2 separate regions of the Siniperca chuatsi genome follow, and region 1 is linked to region 2. Evidence: chromatin contacts called from public Hi-C data. All regions are on one chromosome and are shown on one strand. The core of a region is the stretch at or near the end of the contact, and the rest is flanking DNA. Distances in the headings are between cores, read along the strand shown.

Region 1 (6,706 bases), core at 3,896-6,395, 48 kb after region 2:
ACCTGTTTGTTTGTGGAAGCATGATTTTGAGACACTGGTTTCAATTCAGTGACTGAATGACAGCCAAGAGTTAAAATATGTTTCATATTAACAATGGCTGACTGATTTATTGATTGATGTCTCTCTGCAGTTTCCTGTGTAAATTTCACACTTACATATAAGACAGGATTAACATAAATGATTTTGCCACATGCCCCCCATTGTCTCCCACTCTCATGGGATGAACACATGGACTTCCTCCAACCTGTTGACCTCATCAGTGACATAAAGAGGGTAAGGAGGTATGAGTAGAGTTGAGTAGAACCAACCAACCCCACACCCCGGAATCCAGTTCTCCATAATGCATTTAAAAGTGCCATTTCTCTTCTGTAAGTCAAGATGTCAAGGAGGAGGAGAGGAAAGATGGACTGAGAGAGAAGGAAAAGAGAAGAGGCAGATCAAGGGGCCTCTGCAAGTCAAGGCTGACTCATAGGGATTGTAGGGCGGAGGTTTTACTGCTGCCTTGTGTTTAGTTGTTTTGGGGTTGTGTGTTTCTCTTTTTTCTGGCCCTGGAGAAGATCCTGCACCACACACACACACAAACATAACCTACACGCATACATGCAGTCTCTGGGGACGCCTCCTGAGGCAGGTGCCGAGAAATGGGCTGAGAAAGGCATCCATTCGCTCTGCGCTGAATTATTCAACCTGTGATTAATTATAATTTGGCCTCACAAAGGCAGGGGCTGGGGGAATTCCTCTGCTGGTCTGGACTGCAACTTATTGTGTTTTTCCTTCCTGTGCAGGCCGATTTCAGGGCGGAGCTGAGACCTAAGAGGGGCACTGGATGCCTGCACGTCTAACGTGGACCCTCACTGTTGGAGCTGTTGCATAACATGAAAGTTTTTAATGGGGAAGGACTGCACTCTGCAGACTGGAACAGAGCAACAAGAGTTTAACACACATTTCAGGGTAAAGAAAGTCAATGTGGCCAGAGATGGCTTAGTGGTTCCTGGCATTGCAGATACATTGCTTGCCTGAGTGAAAGCAAGGCCACCCAAAGGAGAAAAAGACACACTAAACTGCACTAGTTTACCTCTAGGTCGCTCCCAAAATTGTTATGGGTTGCCCAAATAATGTCATGTTATCTTGGTTTTCTTCTATATTTCTCACACGTATTCCTTTGTTACTCTGACCCAGTGTAAATAAACACCAGTGAAAGATGTACTTCTGCATGGCGTAGTCTCTATTACTTGAAATTAGATTGTACTACAGTTATTCCACATCATCGCTATTGTTGCCCTGAACCTTTGACGTCAAACATGTATTGCTATATTTATTATAAGTTTTTACCTTTCACCTCAAACAGGTGGCATGAAGCCAGTCTGAAAAAGTACCATCTTAAGTATCTTTGTTAGTTGTCCTGACAAGTTGTCATGTTTTCTAATTATTTTTTTTGAGCACACATGTTCTTTTTCAAGGCGAGTAACATGCTCGAAGTGTCGTCAAAACAGTTGTGATACAATAAAATAACTGAAGCTTTTCAAATATGTGACCACCTCCTAATTCTTGGTGTGCATTCAACCTATGCTGATTCTATGTTTTTTAATTATGAACTGTCAACAAACACTGTGCAGTATATACAGTATAAAAATGTACTTTTCTAATGTTTATTTGTTTTACACTTTTGAATCACATGAGATTAATCAGCCTGTGAAAACAGCTGTTAAATGTCTTCTGTGTTTCTGGAGAGAGCTTTTCAAAGTTTGCAAAAATAACCCTGATGATGTCATCAGGGTCATCTTGGCTTGGGCTTGAGTCTTTAAATTTTTATAAATATACATAATAATAATAATAATAATAATAATAAGATAGCATACATTACAAACTAGAGCTGCAGGGTAGGAAGGGTCTATTCAGTTGCATTATGGGAAATGTAAATCCAGTTTTTGGAGTTTGACCCATACTAAGGAATAAATTAAGAATATCTCTTCTTTGATTATGATCTTTCTTTTACAAATCAAATGTCTCTTGTGAGTTCCCTAACTTTATGGAATTGCTATACAAATTCGAGTACCCCTTCAAATAAAAATATAAACCACAAAATAATTGATAGCATAATTATTAACTACCTTAACCCCCTAGTGTACTTCAGATCTGGTTCCTGCCTTGTGTCTCTTTCCTGTAGCCAGCACAGTATCATACATGGATCTCTGTGAGCAGTAAACTAGCCTGACAAGTGAGCATGCTATAGGATGTTAAAAGTTAAAGATCACAAGCACATCCTGCCTTTAGGCCTAGCTGACAAACACCATAAATGTGTCTTATAAGGATCTAGCAGCTAATCATAGATGCTATTATACAGAGCTGGTCACACTCTGATATGATATGGTACAACCAGTGTGCCACCTCCCTACAGCTGGTTTGTAATTGGAGTCGGCGGTGTAAGAGTGCCAGGGAAAGTGAGTTGCCCTTGGGTCATTGGGGTGTCAAAGTCGGAGAGAATAATAATAACCAATCCCCTTTTAGCTAACAAGAAATCAACCAAAGATCTCATCAGGACTGTGGCCTTGTGCAAGACGTGAAATGTACAGCAGAAGCTGCGCTCTGACTGTGGGCTCTCTTTGCAGAACAGTGAGTATGACTTGGCACTGGAGACTGCTGCTTAAGCCTCCCTGGTGTTAACCAAGAACGCCCTTGATTAACTCATCGCTCCCGCATCCACATCCAGCCCGTTCATTTTTGATTTTTTAATAATCTGAATAACAAAAGATCATGTGTCCTTTGCTGCTTAGAAAGCAGATTCACTAAAGTGAACCTCAGAGCTGTTTGTGTTGTACTCTGACCAGACTACAACAATGATTACTTCTCAGTTTGAGTCAAATAATTGTGAATAAAATGGTGCAAAAATTGTGAACTCAGTCAGTGATTATCGAATCCAGCCTGCGGCCCTTAGCTGCATGTCATCCCCTCTCTCTCTCTCCCACATTTCCTGTCTCTCTTCAGGTGTTCCTGTCAAATAAAGGCAAAACGGCCAAAAAAGAAAAGAAAAAAATCAATAGAGGCTTCAGAAAACCAGCTTATTTCTTTTAAAGGCCCAATCCTCATACCAGTTTGACAGTACTTGCACCAGTGATGCATATTGTAAACATTTCTTGAGCAGTTTCAAGTGCCTGCTCCTTTTACTTTAAGCATGGGTCAAGAGTTGGTGATTAAATGTTTTCCTGCATCCAATGACCTGTATAGATGACCCACATCAAGATCTGCGCCACGTGTGTAAAATGGGTAGCTTGATGAAGAGTTTTGAAGGGACCACTGATAACTGACTGACCACTGAGGAGAAAACCACCTGACACTTACAACCCCATATGACCTGTGGAAGGGGCTCGATGTAGGGCTATCATGAGTCATTAGGTTTGTTGTAAAAGGGTCCCAAACACACGAGATGTTGGGAAAATGTGTGGGTGTCCTGGTGTATGAGAAACTAAATATGAAGCATAAATACACAAGCTGTCCTGATATTTTAAAATAATGGATGAGGTGGAGGCAAAGAACACCGTAATGGAAACCATGCTGCAATGAAACTGCCACAATATGAACAAGTGGGTTTCCTTCCACCTGGTCTGTTATATTCTATATCAAGACACCTTGGGATGTATTATTGCAAAGTGATTGCATAAAGTCAATTCAAAAGTGCAATTCAACACAAAGAGACACATATACGGTCCGGGCAGTGCTAATTAAGGTGATGACACGTGTACGCAAGTTGAAAATGTTAGTAAAAAAATGTGTTCGCTAATGGCTTTATCACTCCAATTCATGAGGAGATAAGACGAAAAAGAGAGAGGGCTGGAAGAAAATAACAAAAAGAACCAGAGTTCTTGGTAAGTTTTGAGATCAGTCCGAGGATGAGCTGTCATTCAAAGACAGCACACGAACACTTGTAGGTTTCTAGCTAGCTACAGCTAACGTGTGTACAGTTGGCACATTGGCTGCTTCAGGCGAATATAAAAAAAAAATTGCTAGACAAGAACGTTGATATTGTATGATTTTGTAAAACCCCAGATTAATGCCAATGTTTTTAAGATTATATATTATTAGCCTACTACTTTGTATGGCAACTACTATTCTTAAGGTAAAGGAAAGATCGTGGTAATGGAAAATAAACTATGGTCGACGTATGGCTGAATTTAAGTTTCATTTAGGTTAAGTAACTGCTTGGTTGTGGCTGGATTATGGTTAACAAAAACAGCGAATGTTAATTGCAGATCGGTGTCAGACGTAAACACCCATCCACCACCCTGGCCTCCACACCTTTACTTTCAGCCTCGCTATAGGGGCACACTGCTTCCTGCATTGGCACTGAATGTTGCCACTGGATGTAAATCTTGAGGTGCAGAACTGTCCTAACGTAACTCCTGGGATACTGAACTGAAATAAATAGACTCCAGAGGTCAAATTCACGTTTGTGAATAACACGGGGCAAAAAATGTGCTTTACGTTCAGTCTGAAAACACCTTTTGTGACACCACCTGCCACTGAATTAGAGTATTTCCTGCGGCCATACGATACTAAAAAATTACATTTTGTTCATTGAAACATATAATAAGCTCATAAGGTCCAGTAATTATTTTCTGATCATGACAAAACATTACTTGTTACATCAAGACCACAATGTAACAAAGTATGGGGAATAATACCTTCCCTAAGTGTGAGAGTAGTGTCCTCATTGGTGTGAGTCAAAGTCCCAAATCAAATTGGAGTCAAAGTCCTGGAATGTCTTTTTAGGGAAAAATAACATAACGACTATAGCCAGCTTCCCAAAAGGAGCTGGCTATAGTCTAAGTGCAGAGCCTGTACCCGGCATGCCTTTCTCCATCTTCCCCCCTTTCTCTCCTCATGTTTCTGAGGTCAGTAAACAAGAAGTGTGTGTTTCCCTTTAAGGAGCCCCCACCGTTTGCACAGCGGAGGGAGGAGGAGCAGGCCTGCGGAACAGCGGCTGAGGAGGGAAAAAAAAAAATCCAACAGAGGACGGTTTCAAGTCCCCCCAATAGAAACTGTGCCTGATTTGTGGCCAATGTTGGAGATGTAAAAAAAAAAAATAGAAGAGAAAGAGAGGGAGGGAGAGGAGAGAGAGAGAGGAGGGAGGAGGGGGAGGGGGAGGAGAAGGGGGGAGGAAAAACACTAAAGGGGTAGCTATGGAGATGGAGCGTTTTCCTGGCTGCTTTCTTTGACAGGTGTTGAGTGGGGCAAAAGTCTTTAAACAGAATCCAGCATGTACGCCAAAGGTAAAGGAGCTGTCGTCCCTTCCGATAGCCAAGCGAGAGAAAAGTAAGTGAATTATGCGCTATATGTAAGAGTTTACCTGCTTATCGTGCAGGCGAGGGGGGCAGCGGAGGGGAGTCCAACTTTCTAAACTAGGTACTGTAATTTAAAAGGAGTGTACTGTACTAAAGTGCGCTCCTGCGTGCTGTTCCCCCTCCCATCCGACCACCTTAGAGGTGCGTCTCTTAAACTTTTTTTTTTTTTTAAATGTACCTCTTGTTTGCACTTTAGAGTTTTTGCACAGGATATTCACTAATATTGTGCGTTTCTTCACACTTCTTCTGTAACTTGGCGCAACCTTTTGGAGAGCAACAATAATTGAAATTGTAATTTTATGTTATGATACAGTACCCAGCACGCTTCTGCAGCCCTGAGAGCAGAAGAAGCGCATTTTCATTTCATTTCGGCTGAAACATGTTTCTGTAGGGGTGTACGTGCTCGTCCCTGTGCGGACAGGCTGCTCCGTCGTCTCTTATAAACTTCAGGAGGTTAAGCTGCTGGATGGTTGAACTGTTTTGTGTTTTAAGAAATAGAAGCTTGCTCAGGCTATTTACTGTGTTTTTGAGGCGTAAAGCCGGGCGCGAGCAAACCCTGGCGATGAAGGGAAAAGTTTTGTCCCATTCAGCAGTCAACTTTTTAGCATCCACTCACACGAAGGAGAGTCATGCTGCCACGAACATGAAGCTGTTATATTTACAGAAGCAGACTTTTTTTTTTTTTTTTTTTTTTAATCACAAGACCAGTTGATGAATGTGGGGTCGCGTGTAATTCTTGCTTATTCTGTCTGGAAATGTTGCACACACACACACACACACACAAATCACTGTTGTGTGTTTTTAAATACGTTGCAATTCCAGCATGCTTTTTGCTAGATTTTGTGTTTAATTTTCTTTCCTTCACATAAAGCACATTTGTCAATGCATGCATTAGTGCTTTTGAATAAAAGATAAAAAGCCAGTGTAACTTTTGAACGACTGAAGGCTGCACTGCTCCTCATGCCTGCTCTCCATTTCGATGCTGCTGGAATATTTGTGTATGGGGCCATTCAAATATTTGGACCTTCTTTGCATCCTAGCACTTTAGATCAGTGCAGTCTTTTATCTCCATTAGCTATATTTAAGCACTAAACAGTCTGAGGTTAGAGGAGTGAGTAGGGATCCCTGCTGAGATGCTATTGTAATCTAAAAACACTGTCAAGTCCTGAGAGGCTGTGCTGCTACACAGCACCTCATACATCTGTAATAGAAACTAAATTTCTTTAGAGACTCTCTTGTATTTGTTTGATGCATTGGCGTGTCATATTCAATTGATTAAGCTTTCTAGAGATGTGGCTTGCTTATGTGCTTAGTGTAAGCTTCCTCGAATACTACTACTTCTAATGCCACAAGCGTTTAATTTCACT
Region 2 (6,335 bases), core at 1,189-3,688:
CTTCTCTGTCATTGCATCAAAAAACAGACCAGATACAATGAATGCATAATCAAACACCACAAACCAGGGGCAACACACCAGAGCTTCCAGTGCATGTGTCCAATTAGCATAACATGCTGGTTAGCTGTGTGAAAGACAGACAGACAGAAGGAAATATCAAAACATGCCTCCTTGTTGTCAGCTGTGACACATAATCAAAGAGAAGAATCATCTGTACAAGAGGGTATTACATTGCATTACCCTATGATGTTTTGGCAAGAAAAACATTGTGGAAAGTGTGTGGCTGGTGGTCACCATGTAGGAAGGCAGCACAGATACTCTCCATTAACACTGGAGTGTGTGTTTCATTCTCTCTGGACAACCAGGATTGAGATCAACTGGCCTAAACTTTTTAGAGCAAGAATATCCTCTTTTTGTTGTTTTCTCATGCCACATCAATTCATCAAGCTGTTGTGTGGGCAGAGGGTGTGAATGTGTGTCTTTGACTTCCTTTTCATCCAACACATGGGAGGTGCGGGGTGGATCAGGGCTCTGATTTGTCTGCCATACATTCAGACACTTTAGGTAAAGAGAGAAAAATTGCCTGCTGTAGTGCCACTTCAGTAACTTGACCGGGCTGGCCTTCGCTCTGTGTGCTGCGAATGAGTTTGGCAGCAGCTGGGCTCCCATTGATAACGAACTGGAGAGAGAAAGAGAGAGGAAAGGTAGGGGGTCTTGTGTGTGTGTGTGTGTGTGTCTCTAACTGATCTAACTACAAATAGATCTAATACTTGTGTGAAGAACTAAAAATGAATAAGAGTAGGAATGGATTCTACTTTTCACACTGGCATGTTGACTCATTCAATGCAAATGGGCCCTGTTGTCTCACTCTTTCTCTGTCTCCCACAATCAGACTTTCTCTGTTGACGCAGGGAAAGATAAACTGAGATTTTATGGTCCTCGCGGCCTCACTCTCGGGACAACACACACACACGTCACACGAGCTGACATTTATGACCTGATCAGACATCTGTCCGTACTTTAAACGCAGTGTGTGGCAAATCTGGGTTTAAAAAAACAGAATCAGCCTATAAACAGCCATCATGTGAAATCTGTGTGTAATTGTAGAAGTTATTCCCTTTGACTTCACCTCTTTTTTCCCCCTCCCTCTGTCCTTGTGATCTCTCCTTTCCTCACTCTTTCTGCCCTGCTGATCTTCCTCTTTGCATGCTACACCGCAAAGGAAAGTTGCATCTTTTGGCTAATCAACCCCAAATAATTGTCAGGAGTGTCTCATTCAGCAGTGGGGTGCACAAACACAGCACAACCAGCAACAAGGACCCCCATCACTTTGGCTGTCACTCAGCTAATCACCCACAGGGGGCGCTATGGATCCAGGTTTGAGTGCTGGTGGCACCATTATTACAATTTAATGGTTTATATGTGTATGAGGAGGCATGTTCCTCTCTCTCTCTCCCTCCCAGCAGAAGGCTGTGTGCTGCTCTTATCTGGCCAGACCTGCTGCAGGAGCCAACCTGCAGTGCATTAAACAAGCCACCACCACTGACACACACACACACACATATAAACAGGCGAATACACACACACAGAGCTGCGTTTGTGTGTGTGTGTGTGTGTGTGTGTGTTTGTGACTGACTGTGGAAATGAACAGAATGAGAGAGGAGCGACACCGGAGCCAGTTAAGGGAAGGAGAAGGAGAGTTCATCAGGGGGATTGATTGGACAGTCTATTGTAGTGTATATTTGTGAATAAATCATCTCAGATATTACACTTAGAGAAAATGATGAAAATGTAATGTGTTCTTGCTCTGTGCAAGAAAGTGACTTGGAGATGAGAAGTTTAATAAAGCTGCATGGCATGCACGAGAAATTGTGCTTAATGGGAATGTGTAAATTGGCCTTTAAAAATATTATTATTGAAGATGCCAGAGGTAAGCAGATACATTTACTGAACTATATTAGGCCAATGCTTTTTTTTTTAAAACATCTGAAACTTGGACTATTTGGATGGTTAACAGTTTCCCTAATTTGACAAATTGAAATGCTGGTAGACGTGATACGCTTCTTTGTGCACATGTACAAATAACAGAGGTAGCTGGGCATGAAACCTGTCAACTCCGCAGCCATCTGAGTCATGCCAACTGTGTGTGACAAGTGTCAGAATGAATGTGATTCTGTGTCAGATCTGCTTTGCCACGGTGAAAACTTTGGTGGGGGCGGTTTGGGAGGGAAAATGCTGTCACACTCTCCATCTCTATGTCAGTCGCTTTGTTTCACACACACACACACACACACACACACACACACACACACACACAAATAGACGGAAACATTCACCAGAGCGGACTTGGTTGGAGCATTAACTTTATTGAACCACGACATCTGTCATAAACCTCCGCTGCGCCTAAAACAAAGATTCAATCAGAGCTTTAACATGTCAAATCAAAATTCCGAGCAACCCCCCTCCCCCCTCCTTCTCTCTTTCTGTGTCTCACGGTCTTTTACAGCCGTAACAGCCATGCACGTACACATGGGGAGACAGACATGTACATACAGCACGGATGCTACCCGGACTATTAAACTCCAAGCTGCCCGACACGCCACTCTCTCCAAACTAGGCGCACAGGCATGAGCAGCCGGTTTCAAGCTGCCCTCTCTGTGAATTGATTCTACTATGAGCCTACACGAATCTCTGCTCTCAGAGGCGGGGGTGAGCGGTAGAAAACAGTGTGTCCAGTCCGGGTCAAAACCTCACTGAATGTCACACAAGAAGAATCACGTATCTCAAAACATTCATGTGGTTGTGTTTATTCCGCTATGACAGAAAGACAAGTCGTTTTTCGAGGGATTCGTGGTATCTCTCAGATTCTGCCACCCCCGCGCCGAGAAGTGGAACATTCCACAATTTATTCCAGGGAAAGACTGACAGTTTTTTGGGTCATGAAGCAGCTGTTCAAGTCAGCGGCCGGTCCCCCCTCCGCTGGAATAAGAAATTAGTCCATTTTAAAGTAAATAACTAAAGCCTCTGGCCGATAAGAAGGAATTATAGAATGATGTGCAGGCTCAGTTTGACGGAGAGAGAGCCCCCAAAACAGTTAAATCCAATAAATTTGATTTTTTTCCCCTCCTCCATCAAATTATTAAACACAAAAGTTAGGCCAAGTTATTATCAACACAAGGGAGGATGGGAGGCTGTATACCATAGGCAACTTACTCTTATTATTGAAGAATTACATTTGCAAGGCTGTCCTATGTGGTTGCGATAATAGCAGCCTGTTTTCAAAGTGATGTGATGTAAATGCACACATCATGATGTGAAATTAAATCTTTCTTTTTTTTGTGTTTGAATGCAATTTTAGGCCCCTGAAGGTCACGCAGAATATCATCTGTGTGAGGTTTGATTATAATTGTCAAAACTAATCGCCAGCGTTACTGATGATGATGCTGTTTTGCTTATATTAGTCATCACAGGCTCCATTTGTGTCAGTTATCGCTCCACTTAGTTGGAGTTTGACAATAATTTGACGTATGGGGGGAATGTGTGGCAGTGATGGCGGGCTTTGTATATTTCTAAAGTCATTTTTCTGCACTCTGACTTATTAGACATCCTTATGCAGAATTAATACATTTGTTGTACAAAACCTATGTTTGCCATAGTTAAGTAACTTATCTTTTTGACCTTTCACAGCAGGTGCTATTTAAGACTTTCTGTGTGATTAATTCTTCTTGCTTTAAACAAATGCCACCTAACACCTTGAATCTATTAGTTGAACATATTCCAGATTTGAAAGGGCTGCACTTAGATGCCATGAGTTAAGTAACATCCAAGTATTGTGCCAACATATAATTAAGTTTCATGAAGCATAGTAGCCTACATGTTGTATGAGATTAACAATTTGCATCCTGAGCTAGTAGTTGTTTTCATTTCATTTCTGTATGCAAGCAAATACATTACATCCTCCTCATTTTCCGTACTGTGGAACAAATGCGAAAGTGGTTCATAAAGTTTACTGTGAGACTTGTGATATGTTGAGATTTCAATTAGGCCTGGTGTGTATCATAGATTAAGTTTTATAAAATGTGAAGACCTGTGCTGCTGAATCCTGGATCAGTGGAGCTGTTTAGTGGAGTATTGGAAACGAGAAAGATTAGTCCTTTGCAGTCTCAGAATGTTATTTAATTTAATTATTTTCACTGAAAATACAAATTTATTTTCATTAAGCTAAAATGCTCTCATATGTAACTATTACTGTAATGGATGCTATGTTTACATCTACACATTTATGGACTAAATGACTTGATTAAATTGGGAAAAATTCTGCTATTGAGTAAAATAAGTTGAAGTAGAGTGATATTGCATAGGCTTAAATATTTTTCAAAGACATGTACGACATACACAAAATAACAATAGCACCAACAACATTAATAGCAATTACTTTTATGTAATAAATGACCAGATGGTATATGATGTCTATGTGGGAAGATGTGAACTTGCAATCTGCATGTCTTAAAGAAAATATACATTTCACTAGTGTCATCAACATCTGTTGTGTGATAAATAGGATAAATATGATGCTGAAATCAAACCAAACCACTGACCAGAGATTGTAAAATAAAAAAGCATGTTATTTGTTGAAAGATCAGTTATTTTGTTTCTGCAGAACTTGATCTTAGTTGATCTTAGTTGTAAAGGACAAAATTCATTAATTCATTCATTACACAAATTAAGTATTGTGTATTGTGTGACACAGGCTTAATTGGGTTGGGTAGATATGAAGGAATCAGGGCCTGGCTGCTGTTAAACTGGTTTGTATTTACACCAAACCCCATTTACTTTACTCACTTATTCTTTCACATCTTTCTGTTTTTAATTTCATTCATTTATTTTGTCCATCCTTCCATTTCACTTTCTCCTCTTGTCTCATCCACCTGATCAATTTCTGTACCTCTACATTTCTCCCTCTCTCCCTTCACGCCACTCTCCATCTGTTGCCCCCCCACCCCCGTCAGCCCAGAGTCACCAGTCATCCACCAGCATGCGTTGCTCCTCTGGTCATAATGGAGATCATATGTTGAAGCCAGCTCTGAAACCCAACACGGGACGTCCACATCAAATAAAACCTGCTGTCAGCAGCGGGGCCTGGCTCTGCCAAGGGGAGTGAAACCATATCTGTGTCGGCCTCACCAACACGCCATAAAATGGAAGCCCAAAAGACCAACAGACATACAGACATTCCATTCTCCCCCTGCAAAACTACAGTTTTTGTCACATGGTTAAGGTGCACTCAAACCTCTGAGGTGAAGTTTGCAGCCTTTTTTACCCACAAAGGCTTGCAGCTGTCAGTCATTCTGATTGGCCTTCTTTGCAGTTCGGTCATCATTGTGGCATCCTCATAAGTCATCTGATCTTGTTTATTGCTTTACCTTCCTTGCCTGAATACATGGATTTTCTGTACTGCACATAGAGTAACATTGTTTATTCTGGTGCGCTTAGTTGACTTGTGAAATGTGCTCATCTTTGCCAGTGAACAAAACAGCGCTGATTTCAACATGGATAACTTGATCTTAGAGCATAGGACTATCAAACTGCATTACACTGTGAAAAGAATGTCAATACACAGGCTGATTATAACCTTGCTCAAATCCGGACCAGGTGTAGTTTGTTGCCATATTTGGGATGGCATCCAGTTGAATCCTTACTCAACCTTGACAAACTATATATTGTTTGGAAGTACATAGCCTGTTAAAATGAATTTTTAATGTGTTTGTGCTGCTGTTGATTTGGTTCGGTATCAATTTTTGATAGTAAACTCCAAAGACTTACCTTTCAGGCTTGTACACAAAAAGGGGGTACTTATGTTAAATATATGATTATCAGAAATCATCAATAACAGTGTACCTTTATATTATTAATCTTATTAATTTGCTGAAATCAGTGGTTTAATGGTCTTTTCACAGTAGATCAGGATTTTAAAGGTCTTCTTTTATATGTGGGACTTCCTGTATGGCGTTACACACATGTGGCCTGTGGCCCACCATCCACTGTATAAGGCGACAGCAGCATCACCATTTCTCAACAGATATGACTGAGATTGAATTGCCCTTCCAGTCCCCATGTCTGAGCAGTGGAGAGAGAGATCCAGAGTAAAGAGCTGGAAGATGGATGGAGCATTGGTGGTGATGGTACTGCTGCTGGGGGAAGGTGGAAGCCGGAGTGTCCTGTTGTTCGTCAAGTAGCTGAGAGATCAGATGCTATCGGCTCCATCCTACAGCCCGAGCACTGCACACAGCAGCTAGTTTACGTAAACAGTGACCCAGGGGTTATAATCCACTAGC

The links. Hi-C and Micro-C count contacts between places; a contact is called where the count stands out from the background.
Region 1: a Hi-C map of liver shows a contact between it and region 2, with 2.6 times the contacts expected there. The contact joins the promoter of ssbp4 here to the enhancer-like site in region 2. A contact is called at or near these places in 3 of 3 Hi-C or Micro-C datasets (liver, skeletal muscle and an unstated tissue).

Annotation. Positions count from the first base shown.
Region 1 is chrLG6:19,966,845-19,973,550 of ASM2008510v1, forward strand. It overlaps ssbp4 (single-stranded DNA-binding protein 4), which reads left to right and starts at 5,146. Exons shown (of 16, transcript XM_044199291.1): 1 at 5,146-5,310. The coding sequence starts at 5,255.
Region 2 is chrLG6:19,921,818-19,928,152 of ASM2008510v1, forward strand. No RefSeq gene overlaps it. Among protein-coding and RNA genes, the nearest start is that of tmem59l, 17 kb to the left of the region's middle. Within about 2 kb of position 2,439, the one cell type or tissue checked has an H3K27ac peak away from gene starts, as active enhancers do. A contact at or near this core is called in liver, where this site is marked.